2 separate regions of the Hordeum vulgare genome follow, and region 2 is linked to region 1. A link is a contact called in public Hi-C data. All regions are on one chromosome and are shown on one strand. The core of a region is the stretch at or near the end of the contact, and the rest is flanking DNA. Distances in the headings are between cores, read along the strand shown. Region 1 holds the start of LOC123407887 (60S acidic ribosomal protein P1-like). Region 2 holds the start of LOC123406978 (polyadenylate-binding protein-interacting protein 11-like).

What was found. A called contact is a pair of places that touch in the nucleus more often than the background predicts.
Region 2: a contact with region 1 is called in a Hi-C map of seedling, with 4 times the contacts expected there. The contact joins the promoter of LOC123406978 here to the promoter of LOC123407887 in region 1. A contact is called at or near these places in 3 of 6 Hi-C or Micro-C datasets (leaf and seedling) and 1 of 1 datasets of contacts at active chromatin or transcription factors (embryo).

The regions. Positions count from the first base shown.
Region 1 is chr7H:422,492,320-422,500,033 of MorexV3_pseudomolecules_assembly, reverse strand. It overlaps LOC123407887 (60S acidic ribosomal protein P1-like), which reads left to right and starts at 4,041. Exons shown (of 4, transcript XM_045101124.1): 1 at 4,041-4,147; 2 at 4,271-4,372; 3 at 4,461-4,584; 4 at 5,028-5,348. The coding sequence starts at 4,304. The coding sequence ends at 5,164. It overlaps LOC123408636, which reads right to left. Exons shown (of 47, transcript XM_045101698.1): 45 at 7,605-7,714; 46 at 7,234-7,303; 47 at 6,082-7,151. The coding sequence ends at 6,490.
Region 2 is chr7H:422,965,811-422,973,524 of MorexV3_pseudomolecules_assembly, reverse strand. LOC123406978 (polyadenylate-binding protein-interacting protein 11-like) reads right to left here and starts at 2,940. Exons shown (of 10, transcript XM_045099999.1): 1 at 2,115-2,940; 2 at 1,879-2,010. The coding sequence starts at 2,429.

The DNA of each region.
Region 1 (7,714 bases), core at 2,792-5,291:
CGAAATGAATTTTTCCAGAATGGAAGAAGATCGGGAGGCTTGGGGGCCAAGCAAGTGGCCCCATAGGGGGCCCACAAGCCCTGTTGTCGCGGCCAGGGGGAGGCCGCGGCAACCAAGCTTGTGGCTCCCCTGGCGCTCCCCTGCCCTAGGTATTTGGCCTATAAATTCCCTAAAAATCCAGAAAAAATCAGGGCATCCACGAAAACACTTTTCTGCCGCCGCAAGCTTCCGTTTCCGCAAGATCTCATGTGGAGACCCTTCCCGGTGCCCTGCCGGAGGGGACTTTGGAGTTGGAGGGCTTCTTCATCAACATCATCGCCCCTCCAATGACTCGTGAGTAGTTCACTTCAGACCTACGGGTCCGTAGTTAGTAGCTAGATGGCTTCTTCTCTTTCTTGGATCTTCAATACAAAGTTCTCCATGATCTTCATGGATATCTATCCGATGTAATCCTCTTTGGCGGTGTGTTTGTCGAGATCCGATGAATTGTGGATTTGTGATCAGATTATCTATGATATATATTTGAGTCTTTGCTAATTTCTTATATGCATGATTTGATATCCTTGTAAGTCTCTCCGAGTCTTGGGTTTTGTTTGGCCAACTAGATCTATGATTCTTGCAATGGGAGAAGTGCTTGGTTTTGGGTTCATACCGTGTGGTGACCTTTCCCAGTGACAGAAAGGGCAGCAAGGCACGCATCATGTTGTTGCCATCAAGGATAACAAGATGGGCTTTTATCGTAGATATGAGATTGTCCATCTACATCATGTCATCTTGCTTAAGGCGTTACTCTGTTCTCATGAACTTAATACACTAGATGCATGCTGGATAGCGGTCGACGTGTGGAGTAATAGTAGTAGATGCAGAAAGTATCGGTCTACTTATTTTGGACGTGATGCCTATAGACATAATCATTGCCATAGATAACGTCACGACTTTGCGCGGTTCTGTCAATTGCTCGACGCGATCCAGTTATCATGGTGGATATTGATGCTAGAGCCGTCACCAATACTCCATATGACCCCTTCTCTTAACACATCCCTACCATGCAAGATGCTGCAATATGTGAAGGATGCGTTGGGCGGATGCGTAGGTGACAAGATGGACTCCTCTCTTAAGTGGCATGCCTTGAGAACACAAGCACATAGCAACGTTGGCTCTTGTAAAATCCACCAAGCTTGCTTGGCAAGTAGTGCTTGGTTGAAAGCCTCAGGATCACGGAAACCAAGTCCCCCTCCCTTTTAGAGGCGCCCATCTTTTTCCAAGAAATCCAGTGCACTTTCCTTTCACAATTCGTTGCACCCCACCAGAACTTTGAAGAAATCAAAGTCAAGTTCCGACACGTCTTCTTTGTGAGCTGAAAACAACTCATGGTAAAAGTAGGTATAGCTTGGAGTCCTAATTTAAACAACACCTCCCTAGCAGCCTTCGAGAGACCTTGCCTTTTTCATCCTCCCACTTTTGTCTTTGAGCTCTTAGTCACATATTTGAACGTACCCTCCTTTGATCTCCCAACTAGTGTTGGGATACCCAGGTACCTTTCGCTAAGTGCCTCTCTTGTCACACCCAGGACATTCTTAAGCTCGTCCTTGATCTCCTCTTGACAACCCCTCCCAAAAAAGATTGAGGATTTCTGCAAGTTTACCCTCTGACCTGAAGCTTCTTCACATCCATGGAGGATTTCCTTCAAAGCTTCCATGTTGCCCTCGTTCCCTCCAAAAACACAGTGCTATCATCCGCAAACAGCATATGTGTGATAGTGGGGCCAGTGCCAGCAAAGGTCACACCCTTGAGCGCAGCATTCTATTTTGCTCTTTTCAGCAAGGCAGAAAATCCCTCAACGCAAAAAGGAACGAATATGGGGAAAGGGGGTCACCTTGCAACTAACACATTGTCTGTAATGAGACGACCTAGAACGAAGGCACTTTGCTCCTCTGAGATAAGAATTGGAAGAATTTCTTTGAGTTTATTTGCGAGGACTTTCGAAGCTATTTTATACAACACGTTACACACACTAATCGTCCTGAACTGGGACAGAAGCTCCGGGGCGCTTATCTTTGGAATCATAACAATAACCGTGTCGTTAAAAGCTTCCGGAGCTACAACCCCACTCAAAAAATCCTTTACTGCCCGACATACCTTGTCTTTAACCAGCGACCAGTGTCTCTGGTAGAAACAGACCGACAAACTGTATGGCCCTGACGCCTTCATCGGCAAACCGCTCCGTAGCCGAGAACACAATCACCTCAGCCAGAGCCCCAAAAGACGCCGTCGTCACCCACGTTTCTGTCGAATTCCAACCACCCCCGTGAGACGAAACCCTAACCCTAGCGTAGGAGCACAATCGCCTCGCGATCGCCTCCTACCGCCTTAGCACTTCGCTACGTGGTGGACCCCTCATTTAGCGCGTGGAATTTTGATGCACAGTCATTTTTCCTGGTACTTTCCCTATCTCTCCCTAATAATAAAGCAAATACGGTTTCTGGTCATCCGTCATTTAAATTGCCCCCATAAATTGGCTAAAATTACCCACCAATGCCACTCCTAAGTCAAAAAACGGTTCATTTTTCGGATTTCAGAAGTCGGCGCCGTTGTTTGTTGTTATGTCACCCGATACATTAGGAGAACAACAACCGACAAATAGCGCGATGGCTAATGGTTAAAGCTTGAGACTCGAGACCAGGGTTCGATCCCTGGTTCTCACATGTTTTCTCCCCTTTTTCTTTACCTCCGTGAAGCATGGGCCGGCCCATGTGTAGGTCAGGGCCCCCCGTTTTGTATTTTTTTTGTTTTTGTTTTTTCTTCCCTAAATTAATTTCAGATTTCAAAAGAACAAAGTATCAAAAAATTTATGAGTATAAAAAATATAGGAAAAAGCAAAAATTGTTTGTGTATTCGACAAATATATTCAAAACGTCATAAAATATTCATGAGTTCAAAAATTGCTCACATATATTATAAAACAAATCACGATTTCAAATAAATTGTAATGAAATACTAAATGATCATGATTTTTGTATAAAATTATTCAGTAATCAAAACATATTCATGAATTTGAATAGCTTGTCCATCATCTTTTAGAAAAATCTTCATAAAAATTAATACACATCCATAAATAATGAACAAAACGAACTGTCGCTTACGTAAATGTTTTATTAGGAGACCTATAAAGGTCATTTCATGATTTTATTTAGATCCTTGCATATCAAAAAGTTGCGAGTTTGAAAAAAATAGGAAAACGATAAACCATTTGTGAATTCAGAAAAATATTCGGAAAATCACAAAAAGTTCATGAGTTCAGAAATTGCTCACACATTATAAAAAAATCACAAATAATTTTTCATGAAGTAAGAAATGTTCAAAAAATTTAAAAATAATCCAGTATTCTAAGCATATTCAGGAATTTGAAAAACATCTCCATCTATTTTTAGAAAATGTTCGCAAAAATTAAAACACATCCGTAAATAATGAACAAAATTAAATATCACTTACATGAAGGTTTTATTACGAGACCTCTGGAGGTCGTTTTATGATTTTTTTAGTCCCTCGCGTTAGGTAAAAAAAAGTTTTCCTGTTTTGTACAACGTTGAGCCCAACCAAATTGACACATTTTTTATGGGTTAGTTTTGTATACAATTATGTTTATTCTCGTACCAGAATACTAGTTATGGTAAGCACCGCTACGCTAAGTTAAGTTAAGGCACATCATTCATCAGTATAGCTCAGACAGGGTCTGTAAATGCAGTTTGCTCAGCCATAAAATATTATGTTGTGACGTTTTAAGAAATCAAGTCGCGATGAGCATCATATTTTTTGTTTATGAAATCATACTTTTTTATATCTACCACACTTGCATAATCTAATAGTTTTTCCCGTTGCAACGCACGGGTATATTTGCTAGTACATGTAATGTATTTTCACAATCGTGCAACCCTTAGTTTTTTACCCCCAACACATGACGAAACAATGGGCCCATTTACCACATTGCACCGCATCAGCACAAAGGCCCATGGGACCGTTCAGTCCAGCCCAAACTTCTACCGGGAAACCCTAGTGCTCGGCACGAACCAGCTATAAATCCCATCCCACCGCGTCTCCCCAAACCCTAGAAGCCCCCTGCCTCCTGCGCCTCCACTTCCATCCAAAGGTAAGAGCCGCAGCCCGTCTTTCTCACCTTGCCGCCGCCGCCGCTGCCGCAGATCCTCTCCCCTCCCGTACCCTGACGCTGCATCTAATACTAACGCTCTGTTTCGTGTCTTTGCTCTCGCAGATCGCAGATCCGCTCCGGTGAGAATCCGTCGCCATGTCTTCCAGCGAGGTCGCCTGCACCCTTGCCGCCCTCATCCTCCACGATGACGGGATCCCCATCACTGTAAGTTATTCGTCTTGGTTTCTTCTCCGTTGTACGTTCCCTGGTTGGTTTTCGTTGTCTGAGTGTTTGGTTGCTTGGCCGTATGCAGTCTGAGAAGATCGCGACGGTGGTGAAGGCTGCCGGGATCAAGGTTGAGGCCTACTGGCCAGCGCTCTTCGCCAAGCTCCTGGAGAAGAGGAGCGTCGATGACCTCATCCTCTCCGTCGGATCTGGTAAACCTCTCCCGCTCTCACTGTTCTATTCTTCTGCAGTTTATACAAGGCTTTGATTCATTGCGCTGTTGTGAACTTCGTCGTAAATGTTTCATAATGTTGCCACTGCCTGTAATTTATGTAACGTACTTTGATCCGCTGCTTGATTAGTCTGTGCAACTGGAGAATTCATCACTTAACTTTATGTTAGTAAGCTTGAATTGGAGGATGATCTTCTTAGTCAGACTTGTAGATATGCCTATTTAGCGGTTATGTATTCTGAATTTAATTTCACGTGTAAATTAATAGCCATTCCTGTTTGACCAATCTGCGCATTGTAATAGTAGAGAATGCTATTCGGGATGATTGTAATTTATCATGAGCAGAAGCAACAGTCGCTCTATGCTTTGTTTTATCTTCACTGCTGCCTTTGTCAATGTAGTAATGTTTCTATTCGTTTCCAGGTGGAGGTGGTGCTCCAGCTGCTGCTGCTGCCCCGGCTGCTGGTGGTGCTGCTCCCGCTGAAGAGAAGAAAGAAGAAAAGAAGGAGGAAGCTAAGGAAGAGAGCGATGATGACATGGGCTTCAGCTTGTTTGACTAAGCAGTGCAATTCCAGTTCTCCTTTGGAATCTGCTATCCTAAAGACCCTTCTTATGTGCTTTTAGGTCGAATTTTGAAGATTTAATATGTTATTCTGTTTGGGACCTAAGTATCTGTGCAATGTTTACCGCAAACCTCCTTGAGATGGTATTGTTAGAATTAAAATGTGCCTTAAGCTTTCTTGAGTTTGGTGCAAGGTTTAATACCCTGTTTTCATTTCTACTCGTTGTGTTGGCTCCAGCATTCATTGCTCTCTGCAATTCTCGGACACATATATTGCACATCTAAATGACTAAACCAAGCATAAAAAGTAAAGAAAATACTCAAAGTAAATCATACTTATCTCACATCAAGATAAGATGGTACTGTTAAAATTAAAATGTCAGAATGATTGCAGCTTGTTTGAAGCTCTGTATGGTTGATTAATTATGGAGCTAAATCGTCTGTAATATCTGTGTCATGTCTGCAATTAAGGTGTTTCTAAACTGACTTTGTAGCCGAATCATATTTTATATCGGAGCATGGTAAGTTGGCAGCATGGTAAGTTGGCATCAACTGAACTCCAGTTACCCAGAGAATTGTTTCCAGTTACTCGAAGAACCGAATTGTCACATGACTGTTTTCACGAGGACATGCATTTGTCTTCAGCACGGTGGGATGTGAGTCGCATCTTGACTGGAGCATGCGAAGCACAAAAAGTGAATGACCTCGTATAAAAAACTGTCAACAGCATTCAATCCTTTAAGAATGTAGTTTGAATAATTTCAATCCTTTAAGAATGGAAAATTCAAGGCCTGTAGTTTTTTTTAGATAATGTCTGGCTGGCTATTTTTGCATGGTAGTTTGAATAATTTGTCTGACTAAAAATATGTTAACCTTCGTGTGTGATACACAAATGCGCATAATGAAGAATGATACTAGTGGACAACAAAACTTTTGCGACTCAAATGCCACCATTTACAAAGCCGTGGACAAAATTCTGGAAAATCCTACATGTGTACATTTGGCCTACAAAAAGGCTGAAACCTTAAACCTACCTGTTCCGTGGTGGATCATCCAGGACAAAGGCTACAAAATTAAGCCGGCTACTCCAGCCCCTCTATATCGGTATCTATCCTGATCTACTAATGGTATAAACAGATGCTTACGGATGACAATCACTTGTGCTAACACCCCTCTTGTGTGGTGGAGCGGTTGTCCCAAAGGTCATCCACGTTCACTGGACGCTGCCCAGTGATCCTGGCTGGTGTTGTCTGAGGGGGGTATGCTGACTACCCGTCTACCCCCATTGACAAGCACTGTAACAAGGATCAGGACCCAGAAATCTCAGCTAATGTTGCTTCGGTGAAGGATGTTCTTGTCCCATCTCCTTGCCTTTCCCTTCTCGATAAGTGCCATTAAGAACTGCAACGTGCCCTCTGCATCTTCGATGCTTGGCAGCTCAACACTGAAATGAAATAGTGGGATGAAGGCTGAGCTCAGGGCAATGTCTCTTGATCTGCCTCTTTTGTCCCTCGGCGATGTTTCGCCATTGCTCCCAACAATATTCACTACCTCCTGAGCTCTATCCAGATGAACAATAGATTTCAGGTTCATCTCAGTTTCGATTGCCCACTGTGGGTCAGGAGGAACACCAGCAAACTGGGGTGACCCCAAATCCACCAAGTACCGGCTCGAGACTAGCAGGAGCAGTTTCTCACTAAGCACAAGGAACTTTCCAGGCTCTCGGAGTGTCTTGCACACGACAAATGTCTCATCCTTCAGCCTGCCACCATCAGCTTGGACAAGCAAAGATACTCCAACTGCTTCTTCCCAGGAGTATGGGAACAACGGGCGATCTCTGGCCACAGGCCTCGAGAAACGGACACGCAGGCGGTTGGATTCATGAGGATTGCTTCGGTTTCTTATGCTCTGTGCAGTTCTGCCTGTGGCTTCAAGAATACTGGCCATAGGCCTAGCCACAAGCCCAGCTGTTCCCATTGCTATACCTGTAAAATAGATACAGTTGGTCAATGATTGGAACAACAAAAGCTGCCTGCACAACAACAAAAGCCTATCAAGTGGCATTACCTGAGATAACCCCAGGAAGACCATGTTTCTCAGCACCTCTGATTGGTGATTGGAGGAGCCCAGTCAGACCCTACACAACAAGATTGAAATGCACACAATGTATGCTGCTTAAGAGACAGGTCCAGCAATATTCTATGGCGCATACTGAAGAGTGAATGCGTAAGTAATAGCTGTGAGCTGTGACAAATTTTCTTTCCAATAATATGGTAGTAGTTGGACGCAGTTACTAAATTATCAAAACTATGGACCAAGAACAAGAAGAGGTCATCAGGTTCCAATTCAAAGAGTCATCTAGGATTTGGGTGTTACACGAGGATATACACCGGCTATAAAGGTAAATCAGTAACACTTGATCAAGAGATGGCTTTCACCTCTAGAAACCCATTCAGCACTCCTTCCCCATGCAAACCTAGCTGCCTGTCCCGTTCATCCAGTTTGGAAGCGGCTTGCTCATCATATGTAAACGCAACAAGGCCCTGCA
Region 2 (7,714 bases), core at 1,691-4,190, 470 kb before region 1:
CATGAACACGGCTATTACGAGGTAGAACTGTCTGAACAAAGAAAGAAAAAGGTGCATTTGCCAAATGACATAGCTTGACCCAAAAATATAACCACCATTATGAGAATATACAGCCAGTGAACTCTTCAGTGCATAACATATGCACACTACTACTACAATTACAAGGTAGTCCCCTCTGATCCATATTAATTGCCGCTGATTTAGTACTCCCTAAACCAGCGACAAGTAATATGGATCGGAGGGAGTACTAAATCAGCGACAATTAATATAGATCGGAGGGAGTAGAAAATTATATGTAAACACTAAAGTTACAAGATACAAGGTGCGTCTTTTCATTGTGGAACAGAGCCACAGAGGCAGGCGAAAAAGTAAAGATGGTGTGCCTCTTACTTCACAAACAGCATGCATGTCTCTTACAAACGTGGCAACCGTATTGTTCTAGAGAATACCTCTTCTAGAAAAGGTTTCCAAATCCTGGAAAGGATACATATATCTAACTGGCATTGATCAACATGCACTAGAACAACCGAGCTCACAAGTAAAACGTATCGGCCACCTAGAAGCTTAAATCTTTCATAGTGCAAATCACAATCAAGTGTGTACATGTTGCATTTCAACATGTAAATATGAGAAGCATCATGATAAGCTATGATCTTAAGCATAGATGTAAACAAGATTAAGACTCATTTGAGGAAGAAATTAAAATAGCATACCAGAACCCAAAAGATAAAGAATACCAACGTGGCCTAATAAGTCAACAAGCATACACAAGGCATCTATCAAATACATCAAAGTAACTTTGCATGCCCATTATTGAGATTCATTAAAGCTGGTCCCATCTGTGTTCCACCAGACAATAAATCTGCATGTATCCACTCTCAAATCTAGCGTTCTTGGACGAATACAGGAAAAACTTTGTACCAAGCAGTCTATAATAGGTCATGGTTTGAATTGTTACTGTTCCTTCCTATGATCACTCCATCAAAGGAACATTAAAGCAAGTATCTTCCTAAACAGAAAGGAATACACTGCCTACTAGATAACTGCTACTACAAGGAACATGAAAGCGTGGCCCATAACGAACAAACTACCTGACTACTAAGAAAAAGGAACAGACTGCCTACTAAATGAACTGCTAAAGGAGCTCGAAAGCAGGGCTCATAAATAAGATACTTCCAGGATGTACTGCATAGCCATAGACTAATCCAACAAAAGAAAAAAAATGACGCTGATCCAACAAAAAATTTAATAACAAACCGATACAGATGGTGCATGCATCAAAACAGCCAGACATGCCACAAATAGTCAATAGAGGTGCATACCATATAAAGAAATCAGGAGAACAACCACCCAGAATCGGATAAGAACACAGTAGATGAGTACAGGTTAGCTGCACGTCGCCCAAGCATATAAATGGCAAAATAGCCATGCGACTTTCTAGACTCCATACAAAAGTAATGACCAAGAACTGCAAAACTTACTACAGTGAGAAGTGGCATCCAAATCTATCCAAACAACAAAAGGATGATCAAAAGGAGCAACCGCTGGCGTATCCAGTATCCACCTGCTCTCAGCCCCATCCCATCTTGATGTTACGATGATCTCAATCCTGCTAACGTTTTTTTTGCCATCTGAACAGCACGTGCCCGACAGAAGTCACACAAGGCGAAATCTAGCTGAGCGGCGAGCGATCATGATAACCGGCAGTGATAGGAACGTATAAAAATGACATCAAACCAATCAACAGGTGAACAAACTCTTTGCGGTTGCGGAGGTAACGTGAACGGATTTATCACAGTCTGGGAAGGGACGGTCGAGCAAGGCTCGTCGCAGGCAGAATCAACAAAGGAAGGTGCGGGCATGGATCCGTGGGCTGACCTGATGATCGATGTCGGAGACGTAGACCGTACGGCGGATCACCTCGTCGCGCTGCGCCTGGCTGGTGCGGCTGTTGATCCGCCGCTTGCCGCCGTGGGGGTAGCCGCCGCCGTACCCTCCACCAAACTTCTTCTGCGCGCAGGAAGGAGCAGATCAGACGAGCACCGGCGACAGGAACAGAGGAGCCGAACCCCTCGATCGAAAAAGTAAACACAAGGACTATCGTCCCTCCTTACCCTGCCGCGGCCGTCGGCGGCGGGGAAGCCGACGACCCCACGGTGGCCCGGCGAGGCGACCGGCGCGAAGCCGGCGGCGGGGGGGCCGTTGGGGTAGTACCCGGCGTAGGGGGGCGGCGGCATGGGGTGCGCGGCGAGCGAGGGCGGGACGAACTCCTCCGCCATGGGGTTGAGCTTGGAGAGGAGCTCCTCCAGATCCCGCATCTCGCGCTCCCCCGCGTCGCCGCCCTCCTCCGAGGCGCGGTATGGCGCGGCGGCGTGGTCGGCGGCAGCCGCGGGGGCGACGTGGTCGGCGGAGGTCTCGACTACGGCCATCCCGAACGGAACGAAGAATCTGCTGCCGGAGAGGGAGGGAGGGGGGTGAGGTTCTGGAAGGTTCGGTGCGGGGATGGTGGGGGGGGGTTATATATAGGCCCGGTGCGGTGCGGAAGAGCGGATCGATCCCCGGAGTCGGATCGGAGGTGAGGGGGACAGCCAACCGCGGGCGAGGGTGGTTGGTCGTTGCGGCGGGCTAGGAGAGGGAGAGCATGGGGATCGGGGGTGGGGAGGGGACAGCAGCTGCTGCAGCCGACCGGCGCAGGGGGGGAGAGCAGGGGAGGCCGGCAGGGGAGGGAGGGAGGAGGTGCCTCTCTCTCTCTCTCTCTCTTGTTTCTCTCTCCTGGTTGTTACTGGTATCGTGCTGCCTCTTTCTCTCTCTTGCTGCCTCCTTTCCGCTTTGCCTTTTTGGGAGGAGAGGGAAAGTGAGGGGGGGGGGAGGGGGGGGGAGAGGACTTGGCTGCTCCGGTACGGCGAGGCTTGAGGCTGAGGCGAGCCGCCCGCCCGCCTGCTGCCTCCTTTTCCTTTTGTTCCCTTCTCTCTCCTCCCCCCGTATTGCCCGCCCGCTGGGCTGCGATTTTGCGGGAAACACCTCGTCGTGCTGGGGAATTTCGGCGGGGTTGGAAGCAAAGGACAACGTCATTTTGTTTTAATATAAATACTCTCTTCGTCTCAAAATAAATATGTCAACTTTGTACTAGCTCTAGTACAAAATTGTACTAAGCTTGAGACACTTATTTTGGAACAGAGGGAGTAATAAGAAACGTCAATCTTTATTTCAGAGTTGCTAATTCACAGTCGGATGGAAAAACCACCACCACAGTCGTCGCCGGTATACCGCTTTTCTGGATTCCATCGTTTTTGAAATTCTTTTACCAAAATGACCACTTATCGAGTCAAATTGTCAGAAAAATCATATTTCAGTTGAATTGCGTGAAAGGATCACCTTCATCGTGTCAGCACATGGCAGATGCCGCCGCGCGATGAGGCGGTGCCGCCAACCAACCACGCGGCGTCCCGTGAGTAACGGGATTCCCCGCCCAACCGTGAGCAGTCACGGAACAGGGTCGGGCGGGTGGGTCGTGCCGCCATGCCGAGAGGTGGACACTATTGTTGCGCGCGAGGTGACGGCACTGTTGTTGACACTGATTGTTGTGTAGAGGAGCCTATAAAATGAGGCATTGAGCTTCTCTTCATCCTTCTTCAAGCACCCATGAAATCGTTACTATGCTTAGATGTTACACTCTTATTTATTATGAGTTTGGCTTATTTGGATTAAAGCATTAGGTCTAGAAAAATGAAGAATGCAAGTTTGCCCCCGGAATGGCACACATGCGGTGTTGGTGTGATGATCTTTACAAGGTGAAGGAGATGATGAACTTTTCTGATTTGTTGGGCATGAAGTTTTTCATGTGCGTCAATTATGAAAAGATCCACCCGTAACTATTTCTCCAGACGACATGTCTTCAGTATGCTTTGACCATCATGAGTAGACATATTGTTGGTGTTCTTCTTGATTTCTTTATTAGTAATCTTATTTGTGTTGTTGTCTCCTCCACCTTTGTGCAAGTACTATCCTTGGATTGATACGGAGATGACAGCTTGGACAGTGACTGAAGTTCGTGAAAAAAGTTGTCGTGCATGGGATACTTTATACGCGGAAGAGCGACAAAAAGGCGGCAGTAGAGGAGAAAGCAAAGTAAAAAAAGAGAGTTGAAAGAATACTATGCCGAGCAAAACCGTTTCTTTCAGGTTTACTGGAAAAAAACGGGAAGAGAGATGTCACATGAAGAAGCGGGAACAACGTCAAAAGGAGACTTGTGAGGCACAGAGACACAGATAGAAAGAAAGGGCTTATGAGGCCAAGGGAGCAGAAGAAGCACGTGATGGGAAAGGAATATATTCACGCTGGACTCGGTAGGTTTCTGTGCTAGTATCTTAAAATTTACAATCGGTTGTATCTTTATTTCAATAGTTTAATGTAGCTTTATGTCAATAGTTCAATGTGTCTTAATTTCAGTTGTACCCTATTGTAATGGAAAAAATTGTAGCTTTGACATAAAATGTGAGATCATAGAGAATAGATGATGCCCCAACACGTTGTTGCGGGAAACTTGCTAAAAGAATGCATGAAAGTTGATAAATAAAATAAAACTAATGGGAAGAGAATGTAATCTTAAAAATAAAAAAATAAGACATGTATAGAAAGAGAGAAAAATGATTGCAGTTCAAAGATTGTCATTTTTAACAAACATGTGAATGTTAACTACATAGGTATGGTGCAAGCGATCAACACATATATTGGCAGTACGAAATCTAATGCAAAAAATAACTTTATGAGTAACATGCAAGAATTGATGATGTGATGTTTGCATGCATAGACTAATAAATAAAACAATGTAATTTATGACTTGCATGCATAGCTTGCTAAGTGGTATACCTCCATGTCTAGAAAAATAGCTAGTAGGTGGTAGCTATTTAGAAATAGAAGGTTAATTTCCCCCTTTTTTATTTCTGCCAACCCATTTCTCGTCCTATTCTCCCGCCAAATTTCTTTGCGCCCTTTTCGCCCGCCAAATTTCTTGTCGCCCTTTTCTCCAGCCAAATTTATTCTCGTATGTTTTCTCCCACCAATATTTCCCTACCATTTTTTTGCCTTTTGCCCGCCATTTTTTCCTACCCTTTTTCTCGGTATTTTGTTTCCCGCCTTTTCTCTTGCCTTGGCAACTCTATAAAACCACTCCCCCCTTGCATGTTGTGTTCTTCATCTTTCCATTGCCATTTATCTAGCCATGTCCGATACCAACTCTATAAGACCTGCCCGGAGTGTAGCATCAGCTAGGGGTGGCGCTAGCTCAAAGAAAGTGAGCATATATGATGATGACTTTATGCCAAGCAAACAAGCTCGGAAAAGATCTGAGGGTCGAGTTGCATCGGGGAAGGGTGACACTAACTCTAAGCACATGACGAGCGATGGTGACGAGAACTTTATGCCGAGAAAGAGCTTAGAATAAATCCAAGGGTTATGCAAGCTCGAAGAGTAGTAAGTTAGGTAAGAATGTTGCGCCATAAAAAGGCAGCGGTGCATATTACGATTCCGCTGATGCTTTTATGCCAGAGAAACTAGTTCAAGCTAACATTTGGATGCAATCGTGAAGACCTCTCGAATCCCCATGTTAGTGAGAATAGTGATGATGACTTCATGTAGTGTCCGTATGGCGATGCACAAGCATTGTGTTATATCTTTATTTGAGATGTACTACTTTGATTTTATAATTTTGATGTGGGTTTATATCCTCATACATAATCGTCTCTTGGGTGCATCGAAAAGTTTGAAACTATCATAGATAGATAGAATAGGTCGCCCACATAGATATGTTGGAAATATGCCCTACGGGTAATAATAAAGTGGCTATTATTATATCTCCTTGTCCATGATAATTGTTTATTATCCATGCTATAATTGTATTGATCGGAAAATCAAATACATGTGTGGATACATAGATAACAAAGTGTCCCTAGTAAGCCTCTACTGGACTAGCTCGTCGATCAAATATGGCTAAGGTTTCCTAGCCATAGACATGTGTTGTCATTTGATAACGGGATCACATCATTAGGAGAATGATCTGATGGACAAGACCCAAACCGTAAGCATAGTATTTAATCGTATCAAGTTTACTGCTACTGCTTTGTGCATGTCAATGTATTTGTTCGTGTGACCATGAGATCATGCAACTCCCTAACACCGAAGGAATGCCTTGTGTGTATCAAACGTCACAACATAACTGGGTAATTATAAAGGTGCTCTACAGGTATCTTCGACGGTGTCTGTTGAGTTGGCATGGATCAAGACTGGAATTTGTCGCTCCATGTGACGAAGAGGTATCTCAGTGCCCACTCGGTAATCCAACATCACGATAAGCTTGCAAGCAATGTGACTAAGGAGTTAGTCATCGGATCTTGTATTATGGAACGAGTAAAGACTTGTCGGAAACAAGATTGAACGAGATATGGAGATACCGACGATCGAATCTCGGTCAAGTAATATATTGATGGCAAAAGGGAACTGCATACGGGATTAGTTGAATCCTTGAAATCATGGTTCGACCGATAAAGATCTCCGTAGAATATGTAGGAACCAACGTGGACATCCAGGTCCTGCTATTGGTTATTGACCGTAGAGGTGTCTCCATCATGTCTGCATAGTTCTCGAACCCGCGGGGTCTACACACTTTACTTTCGATGACGATCTAGTATAGTTGAGTTATTGTGTTGGTGAATGAAGGTTATTCAGAGTCCCAGATGAGATCCCGGACATTATGAGGAGCTTCAGGATGGTCCGGAGGTAAAGACTGATATATGGGAAGATGGTATTCGAGTTTTCGAAGAGTTTCAAAAGGTTATCGGTTTTGTGACGGATGTTCTGGAAGAGTTCCGGGGGGCCACCAGGAGGGCCCGCCTATACCGAAGGGCCCCATGGGCTATGAGAGGTGGCGCACCAGCCCCTGGTGGGCTTGCCGCCACTCCCACCTAAGGCCCATGCGGCCAAGGAGGAGGGCTGGCCCAGAAGTGGTCGTCGCCCCTCCTTCCTTGGGGGCCAAGTCCCCTGGTGGCCGCCGCCCCACCCTGGGGGAAAACCTAGGGCGTCGTCCTCCTCCACCCTCCCTCCTATATATACTAGAGGAGAGGGAGGGCAGCCTCCCCAGAAACATCTGCGACGCTGCCCTTCTCTCTCTCTTGTAGTTCCTCTCTCCCGTTCTTCCGCGACAACGCTTGGCGAAGTACTACCGAGTCAGCTCCACCACCACCGCCACCACGATGGCGTGCTACCGGGAACTCAAGCTACTTATTCACCATCGCTCGCTGGATCGAGGAGGTAAAGGCGGTCATCGAGCTATGTGTGTGTTGAACGCAGAGTTGTCGTCTGTTCGGCACTTGATCGGGATGTCCGTGATTGGGTCGCGGGACGGATCGTGATTGGACCGCGAAGACGTTCGACTACATCGACCGCGTTTCTCAACGCTTCCGCTTAGCGATTTACATGGGTATGTAGATGCACTTCCCCTCTCGTAGTTGTTGATCTTCATAGAATGATATTGGTGAGCATAGGAAAGTTTTTGTTTCCCATGAGACGTTCCCCAACAGTGGCATCATGAGCTAGGTCTATGCGTAGATAACATGCACGAGCAGGACACAAAGTGTTTGTGGGCATTGATGTGCAGATTTTTTACTTCCTTAGTCTTATTTTTATTCGGCGGTATTGTGGGATGAAGTGGCCCGGACCA